Linked DNA regions of Sus scrofa: region 1 is linked to region 2. Evidence: chromatin contacts called from public HiChIP or PLAC-seq data. All regions are on one chromosome and are shown on one strand. The core of a region is the stretch at or near the end of the contact, and the rest is flanking DNA. Distances in the headings are between cores, read along the strand shown.

Region 1 (4,396 bases), core at 1,238-3,737, 100 kb before region 2:
CCTGGCACACAGAAATATATGTGTTTGTTCAATAATGCAAATATACATACATCCATAAAATTAAAAATTAAAGCCAGGAGTTCCCGTTGTAATTTTTATTTAAATTTAAAGAACAGCAGCGGAAACGAATCCGAGTGGTATCCATAGGGCTTGCGTTTGATCCCTGGCCTCGATCAGTGGGTCGGGGATTTGGCGTTTCCATGAGCTGTGGTATAGGTCTCAGACGCAGCTGGGATCCCCTGGTGCTGTGGCTGTGGCGTAGGCTGGCAGCTGTAGCTCTGATTTGACCCCTAGCCTGGGAACCTCTATATGCTGTGGGAGCAGCCCTAAGAAAAATGAAATAAAGCCAGATCCATGTTACATTTTATTTCAGGAAGCTGTCAAGCATCAATCATCAATGCATTTTTCTTAAAATCCTTTAAATACTGTTGGGATCAGAAAAGTCACTTATTCAGTAAACATTTATTGACCTGACTTTGTGCCCAGTGCTGTGCTGGGTGCAGGAGATGTACATGGTGGAGTGTAAGACTTGGTTCTTCTCCCTCATCGTAATAAAATAGGTGTCAGTCTAACAGCGTGTTTTTACTTACTGGTTATGGAACTCTAGAATAGGAACTTCAGAAGGAGAGTAAATGTCCAGGTATAGATACTGAAGCCTGGAGAGCTTTTGTGCCTGTTCCTGGTCAGCTGGCTGGGATTTGAGCTTGCATCATCTGACTACTTGCTGACGTTGCCTTTGCACCTGTGGGCCAGGTGTGTCCTGAGGCGCTCACTGCCGCTCCAGAAGCCTTGATGTGAGATCATCACTTGTTTTCTTCTGCAAAGGATTGCTCTTTCAATTCTCAGATGATGATGCTGATTCTTCTATTCTGAGTCGTCTTTATAAAAGAGTGACAGTTTCAGATAGGCAATTTAAAAAAATGTTTATCCCTTAACTAAATAAAAGTTAGAAACCTGTGTTTGTCCTTCTAGTTTTTTTGTTTTTTTTAACTTTACAGGTTCGTGAGATTGAAAAGCCTGTGCTGGACCATTTGGTTGATAGAAACCTTTAAAGAAGATGTCATAAGCCCCAACATTTACGAAGTACTGAAAGTGAGAGGCTTTTGAGCCATAATTGATTTGACAAGAAATGGAGGAACAGGACTGGTTGTGGCCTGTCCATGTGCTTTCTGCACTTGCTGAAAAGCAGGGAGGGGGGGAAGAGGAGGAGAATGTCCACCAGTCTGCTTTACATATGAAAAGTATTAAAATGTCAGTATAGCCCAGCCACTGACATAAGAAAAAATTGTTTAACAGTAAGGCTCTAAACGATGTCCTAAAAACACGTTTGTAATTATCTAATTAAAGTAATAAAGGCTACAGGTAATACAAGTAATATGGGAGGCAAGGCATTTTCTGGCAGATAAAGCTTCAGAAACTTGCACATCTGCACACGATTATGAAGCCCCTGTTGTTACTTCGCTTTCTCCCTTCCTTAGCCCACATTTCTCACTATGAACTAATAGTACATAATAATAAAACCCTGGATGTCAGCCAACACAGAGTTCTGGCTAACTTTTAGAGTGTTTGTGAAAGTCGAAAAAGCAATGCAGCTGTTGTACTGGGTACTTTCCAACAGAGGATATGTTTTCCAGATGAAAGCGCAAATAGTAATTGAAATGTAATCAGTATTTTTGGCGTTTTGGAATTAGAATTCTTTACACTTTTTGTGATGTTAATTGTTCATTTCTTAGGACTTGTTTTATGTTTTTTTTCTGTGGTCTGTAATCGACTGAAAGTGCAGGGAATGAACAAGTTTAAGCAGCTTTTCATTCTTTGTTTTGAAAAGAAAAACAATGGCAAGCAGTCTCATTTGTTGGCGGGAGACTTATTTAAAATAACCAAAACATTTTCGTTTAAGATAGTTTATTGTGAAACTTGTTTCAGGCAACAGAGGAAGAGAAAATATAAATCCCAAATACAGTGTCCAAATTTTAGAGCTGACTGGAAACTTGGAGATCGTTCAGGTGGGCTGCAGCCCCAGTGCTCATCAAGCGTCCTCAGGGCTCAGGGCCGGGGTGGCTTTGAGAGCCCCGCCCTACTCAGCGATGAACTCACATCCCCATCCACCACCCTGTAGGGGGAGAGGCGCAGATGATTTCATTGATATTTGGGACTTTGGAACTTTTTTGTTTGGTTTAAATGAGAAGGGGCTCTACTGGATCAGTCGTTTTCAACCCTTAGTTTTAAAGCACCTGCTGCCCATCCACACCTGAGGCTAATTAAATCACAGACTCACGAAAAGTGATGGAGATGTGTGCCCAGGGCTGGGAACCGCTGTTCTGGTCCCATCCTCTCTCTTTACAGACCAGGAAACTGAGGCCCTGAGCCTTTCAATGACTTGTACCAAGGCCTCCCCTGGGACTGACCTGAATGTGAGGTTATCGGTTTCTGGAAGGGATGTCAGAGTCTCTGATTGCAGAACTCTGGTGTTCTCACCGGAGGCCAGTGGACTGTCCCTCCCAGAGCCAGGCCAGGAGGTTGCTGAGCCTACGACCCAGTGACGGGGATGGAGCATTGAGCTCCCTCGCCTTTCAGCCAAGTAAACACCAGCTGCTGTTTCCCACTAAAGCTATTGTATTCCTCAGTGAGAGAGAAGATAAAAACTGCCTCAGGTGCGCCTGCCCCGCCCCAAACAAATAGGTTTGTAATTAGCTAAATGAGATGGCAGCTTCCAGACCGCTTGCCATTTATCACCAAAGAGGCTTTTGAATAGCTGGTCCCCTCCTGCATATCTTAGACACTTATTTCTCCCCTTTTAGGGAACAGTGCATATTAAGTAGGCACGGTGTTTGGTGTAATTGACAATTGCTAATGCTCTGTATATCCATTAAGGATAATTTGAGCCAATTAAGGGCTGACTTAGCAGGACAGCCAGGTGCAGGTCTGAGGTATCCAGAAAGAGGGGCTGGGCTGCATGTGTTCTCAAGTGGCTGTTTCCAGCCCTTCTTGTATCCGAGCCTTGTCTCCGCTGCCCAACAGGTTGGAGCTGCAGCTGTCTGCTGGCCAGTGGGCCTGGGGGTGGTAACCCGCTTGGCCCCCTTCCCACACTGGACACCCCACCTGGGGGATGAGGCCCCTAAGAGAGCTCACAAAGGAGGGGGCCTGGGAGTTGTGAGAGGAGAGGAAGCAAGTTACATGCACAGAGACTTCTCCTGAGAAAGGTTTGATCACATTTTGATACGTATTCCACAGCTCCTTGAAAATTTGTGCTGCAGGTGATGATTAGCACATTTCGGAACATTTGATAGAAAAACATTTGCATTGTAAAGCAAGACTGGATTAAAAGGCTTTGGCTCATTTCCTGATCTGCTGCTTATTCTTGTAACATGACAGCGTCTTTTTCCAAATGTGAAACTCTGAGAAATGGAGAAAATGAAGAAAAGAAAACTGTGTATTTCTTCCCAGGATGTCAATTTGAGAATTCCCTCAGCGTTTATTTCAAATACGAGCCTCTGAAATGACCCTCCACCTACATCCCACCGAGGAAGACTGCGACTGTGATGAGGAAGCCCATGATTTTCTGCTTTCTGGCCCCAAAGGCATCACCCTTGCTATCCTCTGGAAGCTGGTGGTGAAGGCTAATTACTCTTGTCAGGAGCTGGTTACAAGGACCTGAGTGCAGGGATGGGCAGGTGCATCACTAGGGTGCCATGGGCTGGTCAGGCTGACCGAGTGGTCTGGTTTAACTGCCCACTCCTGCTCTGAAGATGTGGATTGCTTCAGAGAGGCTGCTGCGGACATTGCTATATATTCCTGGCAACAGAGGCCCAGCAGAGATGGAAGATACTTCCTGCCATTTAGAGGAAGTGAAATAAGAGTTCCTGTTGCGACCCAGTGGGTTAAGAATCTGACATAGTGTCCTTGAGGAGGAAAGTTTGACTCCTGGCCCCACTCAGTGGGTTAAGGACCTGATGTTGCCACAAGCTGCAGCTCGGATCCAGTGTTATTGTGGCTGTGGCCTATAGGCCTCAGCTCCAGGTCTGATCCACCCCCTAGCCTGAGAACTTCCCTATGCAGCAGGTGAGGCCCTAAAAAGAAAAAAAAAGAAAAAAAATAGAAGAAATGAGATAAATATTCACTTCAGAGAATACAGTTTGAGACCAGCATGTGTAAGCTGATGACAGCCCCCCTGCCCACTTTGCCTACATGGTTCTGGATATAAAGATTAAGGGACTTTGCCTGAAGTCAGAGATGTGTTAATGAAAAATCTATCTCAATGCAAAACCAAGGGCAAGCTCTGGCTTTGCTGGGTTTTTTATTTCTTTCTGGAATGTACAGGGAAAGCCAAGGGAAGGGGCCCCTCATCCCTCGCTTGTAAAGCCTGTTGAGCAGGTTAGCAGGCGCTTTCTGAAAC
Region 2 (4,570 bases), core at 1,125-3,624:
TCCAGAGGGCCGGCTGTAGTGAAAAGCTTGGCTTTTAGAGACTTTTCCATTGCTTTTATTTGAAAATAGAACTTGCCACTTGTGGCAAGACCTCTGCTTGTAATGTTACTTCCTTAGGGTCAAGGCACATTCTTCTCTGCTTGTTAGTGCCTTTTTTTGGAGAAGAGAAGGTCAAGAAAAAAAATAACAGGCTCTGAGACTGGGTACTTCAAGTGGCCACTAGTTACCGTTGTCTTTCCAGATGTTTTCCATTGAGCACATGGCCGAGGCTCTCAGCTAGGGAGGGGAACATTGGGAAGGAGCAGGCTGTTGCCAGAGGACCTGTGTGTGCCTGGGTTGCTGCACTCCTGGCTGCCTTTCTTCTGCGAGGCTGGCTCCTAGCACACACCGTGCCCCGTCCATCCGTGGATGTTCCATTATGCCATGTGGACCTTGTGCTCTGCACCAAACCAGAGGCTGCTGAAAATATAGCAGAAGTATAAAGAATCATCTCCATTCTCAGAAGCCAGTAGTCTGGATGTAAGAATGATACTATGAAGTAACAACAAAAGTGTAGGACGTATGATGAGTTCTTGAACTCTGTGGTCCAGACCATCACTGTGTAGATTTAGGGGGAAAGGGAGACCTGTGAGACCTGGAGTGGTTACAAATCACTGCTGGAAGGAAAGGTGTGCCTTGACCTGAACCTCAGAAGGTGGGTGGGGTCTGGAGAGAGGGCCAAGGAGGTCAAGCGGCAGCCCGGCCAAGAACATCCTCTGGCTAGCAGGGTGTGTGCAGCCTGGTGGCAGCTTGGTGGCAGCCTGGTGGAGGCGTGAGATCAGCCTGAGGTGGAAGAGTGAGATCTGCTAGAGTGGGTGTGTGGAGCAGTAGCGAGGACGATGGGAAGGACGGAGCCATGCGCTGGAGGCACCAGCTTGCTCTTGACACAGGAGACATTAGAGAACCATTGAAAATTTCACGTGTGTGTGTATCTATCTTGATTTGTAGCTTTATTTATGTAAAAGGTTCACCTTCAAAGGGCCTTTTTTGGATTTTGATATACCTGTGTAAAAGATATTTGGGAAGTTCCTGTTGTGGCTCAGTGTAATGAACCTGACCAGGATCTGGCGTTGCTGTGAGCTGTGGTGTAGGCCATAGGTGTGGCTCGGATCCTTTGTGGCTATGGCTGTGGTATAGGCCGGCAACTCTAGCTCTGATTCGACCCCTAGCTTGGGAACTTCCCCATGCCGTGGGTACAGCCCTAAAAAGCAAAAAAAAAAAAAAATTGGGGTAGTTCAAATTAATCTCACATTTTGTTCCTTTATCCCTTCTTTTCAGTAAATTACTCTTATGCAACTCCCTCCCCACCATCCTCATAAAACCATCACTTGGAAATTCTCCTGATTTGGTGGAGTGTACCTGCTTTGTCATTTTGAGGCAACCTTAGGAAACAACCCAAGCCAACAGGTGGCAAACCTATTTTTACTTTTAAAGCAGCCAGAAAATTCTCAGAGGTGTTTTGCCATGCACCTGCAAAAATTACACAGATGGCAGTAGTAGCTCTGAAATTCTTTATGGAAATTGGGTTGCTTTTTCTCTAAACTTCCAGCTTTTATGCTCATTTGTAAATTGTGTAGCTTCCATGATTAAACAAACCTCTGAAGAGTGATGGGTGATCAACCCTTAAGTAAACTTTTCTAAGGTTGTTAGATAAATGCTGTCTTTGGACTGATTGTTATCGTTTTGGTTTGGGTGGGAGAGTGCTGATGAATGGCCACGTGTGAACTCTGGGCGGTAGCTCTCAGCCTCATTCTGCCCTGTTGGATGACCTGTTTTCCACCTTCTGCTCATCTGATTATAGCCCAAACCCACCAAGGGACGAATGCGCATCCACTGTCTGGAGAATGTGGACAAAGCCCTTCAGTTCCTGAAGGAGCAGAGAGTCCATCTGGAGAACATGGGGTCCCATGACATCGTGGATGGGAACCACCGGCTGACCCTCGGCCTCATCTGGACCATCATCCTGCGGTTCCAGGTAAGGAACTGATCATCTTTATGAAACTGGCCTCCCCACTCCAGAGGGACCAGGAACACCAGGCCGAAGTGGCACCTCAGAGTCAGATGTGTGGAGCTGTGTGTCACATTTGGCTGTCCCGTAGGCATGCCGCAGCTACCATGTCCTTCCTCAGTTTTCCTAGCCCCTTAAAGTCTTGAACCTGCTGTCATATTTTGAGGGGGTTTCTGGACTATGTCCCAGCCCACCACCTCACTGGTACTTGCTCTAAATGTGGTATCTGCGGCTCCGCTCTCAGGAGCAGAGGTGTAAGGATGTGGTTGGTGCTCGGTTACTACAACTGAATAGTCTAAACTTTGCAAGACTGTGACATGCATCATAGAATATTTTTAGGAGAAGCAGCTTAGAACTATGACACATGTGTGGGCTCTGTTTCTACCTTCTCATTCTCCTTTAGTTATGAGGAAGCAGTTTCCAGAGGGAATGTGCAAAAGCCTTATGCTCTTTTTGAATTGATGACCATTTTATGGGTTTGTTATACCCAAAGGGAAGGTTCTAAGTATAGAAATAGTCTAAGCCAGAAGGTGCTCTGAAGGTCACTCTGTCCAGTTCCTTTGCTTTATGAGGGAAGGGAGGAGCCTTGTCACACAGCCAGTGGAGGCTGCCACATGCTTCCAGCCCCTTAGGAGAAAGCTCAGCCTTTCCTGTCTGGGAAGCATCTCCAGCTTAGTCACTGGTTCTTTCTCCAGGCTATTTCTTCGTGCTCCTACTTTTCAGTTAAAATCTGAAATGCAGAAAACACTTGTCACACAGCATCAGGTTCCTCTGCAAACAGAAGTCCTAGCCGTCCTGTCTCCTGGGTGGCTGTAGGCTCTGTGCCTTCCTTTCCCGCTTCTTTTGATGCAGTCTGATTTTTTTTTTTCTGGGTAAATAAAGATCTCACCAAAAAAGGGCAAAAACAGAAATCCACTTATAGCTTTTTTTGTATTCTTACTAAAACTCTGAAATCAACCTCGAACTAGTTGTTTTCCTTCTTGCCTCCCGCGGCCCGGGGCTCTCACTTTGTGTTCTGGGTGGGTATGTGGAATGGTAGGAACAAAGACAGTCCCTGAATGGCTGGGTTCTAAGCTTTGATTCAACTTCTGACTCCTTGGGAAAGCTTTTCACAAATTCAGGTTCCCTGCTCTCAGCCCCAGCGCTTGTAATTAAGTAGCTCCGAGGCAGGAACCGCTGAAGATGACATCAATAATGGAGTTAATTGCATCCATCAACAACTTTATTTTGCAAACAGAACTCTTGTGCAGGTTTTTGCCATTTAGTTCCTGAATAATTTGAAAATGGACCGAATACCATTAAATCATTAATCACTGCCCTTGGCCTTAGGCCAACAGAGGTGGACCGAGCAGGACCTTCTTTGAGCCTCGCCTCTGTGCTGTAGGGTAAAAAGTTCTATTTTTCTTGCCTTTGGCCTGTAGTAATCAGAGCGTGGAAGGCATCCTGACGGGTCTCTCTCAACAGCAGACTGGTGCCCTTGGCTGAGAGCTGGCGCACACGGCCCTTTCCAGGATTCTGGGCATGAGTTGGGTTGAGTCATTGACTAATTAGTTTCCTGCCAGCTTGCCTTTTTCTGCGCTTGAACCTGTAAATGCTGATTTGTACTTTCTCCCTTTTCTTGGAGGCCAGAAATCCAGGCTGATGTCACTGCATGGCCTGCAGGGTTGGCATTTGATGTGATCCTGCCTTCCCCAGCAGCTTTCTTTTTTTTTTTTTTTTTTTTTTTTTTCTTTTTGCCTTTTCTATGCCCTCTCTCGTGGCATATGGAGATTCCCAGGCTAGGGGTCTAATCGGAGCTGTAGCCACCGGCCTACACCAGGGCCACAGCAACTCGGAATCTGAGCTGCGTCTGCGACCTACACCACAGCTCACAGCAATGCTGGATCGTTAACCCACTGAGCAAGGCCAGGGATTGAACCCGCAACCTCATGGCTCCTAGTCGGATTCGTTAACCACTGAGCCATGACAGGAACTCCCTCCTCCAGCAGCTTTATCATATTGTACCCCCCTTCCACAAACACGTATTGATTCTATACCAGACCAGGCCCAGCTTATGTTCTGCCTCCTCTGTAAAGCTTCCTCAGGTATCTACAAAGATCTTGCTCCCCAGCTCCTGAGTGTGTAATAATCTCATGTTATCATTTCCCGTGTGTGTGTGTGTGTGTGTGTGTGCGCGCGCGCGCGAACACGCGTCCTGAGACGTGGTCTGCCCTGATGGGTGTAGCAGGTGTCATTAAATGCCATTGATGGAGTTTTTGTAGTGGCTCATCGGTTAATGAGCCCAACTAGGATCCATAAGGATGCTGGTTTGATCTCTGGCCTCGCTCAGTGGGTTGAGGATCCGGCGTTGGCGTGAACTGTGGTGTAGGTCACAGTTGTGGCTAGCAGCTGGCATTGCTGAGGCTGTGGTGTAGGCTGGGCAGCTGTAGCTTCGACTGGACCCCTAGCCTGGGAACCTCCATATGCTGTGGGTGTGGCCCTAAAAAGCAATAAATAATGAATGAAAATAAATAAATAAATACC

The links. HiChIP or PLAC-seq counts read pairs in DNA pulled down with a chosen protein or histone mark.
Region 1: a contact with region 2 is called in an H3K27ac HiChIP or PLAC-seq map of skeletal muscle. The contact joins two enhancer-like sites. A contact is called at or near these places in 1 of 47 Hi-C or Micro-C datasets (embryonic fibroblasts) and 1 of 2 datasets of contacts at active chromatin or transcription factors (skeletal muscle).

The regions. Positions count from the first base shown.
Region 1 is chr3:86,744,167-86,748,562 of Sscrofa11.1, reverse strand. The region is part of intron 1 of SPTBN1 (spectrin beta chain, non-erythrocytic 1); the gene reads left to right. Among named protein-coding and RNA genes, the nearest start is that of SPTBN1, 38 kb to the left of the region's middle. Within about 2 kb of position 2,487, at least 26 of the 83 cell types and tissues checked have an H3K27ac peak or open chromatin away from gene starts, as enhancers often do. A contact at or near this core is called in skeletal muscle, where this site is marked.
Region 2 is chr3:86,641,240-86,645,809 of Sscrofa11.1, reverse strand. SPTBN1 (spectrin beta chain, non-erythrocytic 1) reads left to right here. Exons shown (of 36, transcript XM_021088218.1): 4 at 1,841-2,014. Among named protein-coding and RNA genes, the nearest start is that of EML6, 110 kb to the right of the region's middle. Within about 2 kb of position 2,374, at least 13 of the 83 cell types and tissues checked have an H3K27ac peak or open chromatin away from gene starts, as enhancers often do. A contact at or near this core is called in skeletal muscle, where this site is marked.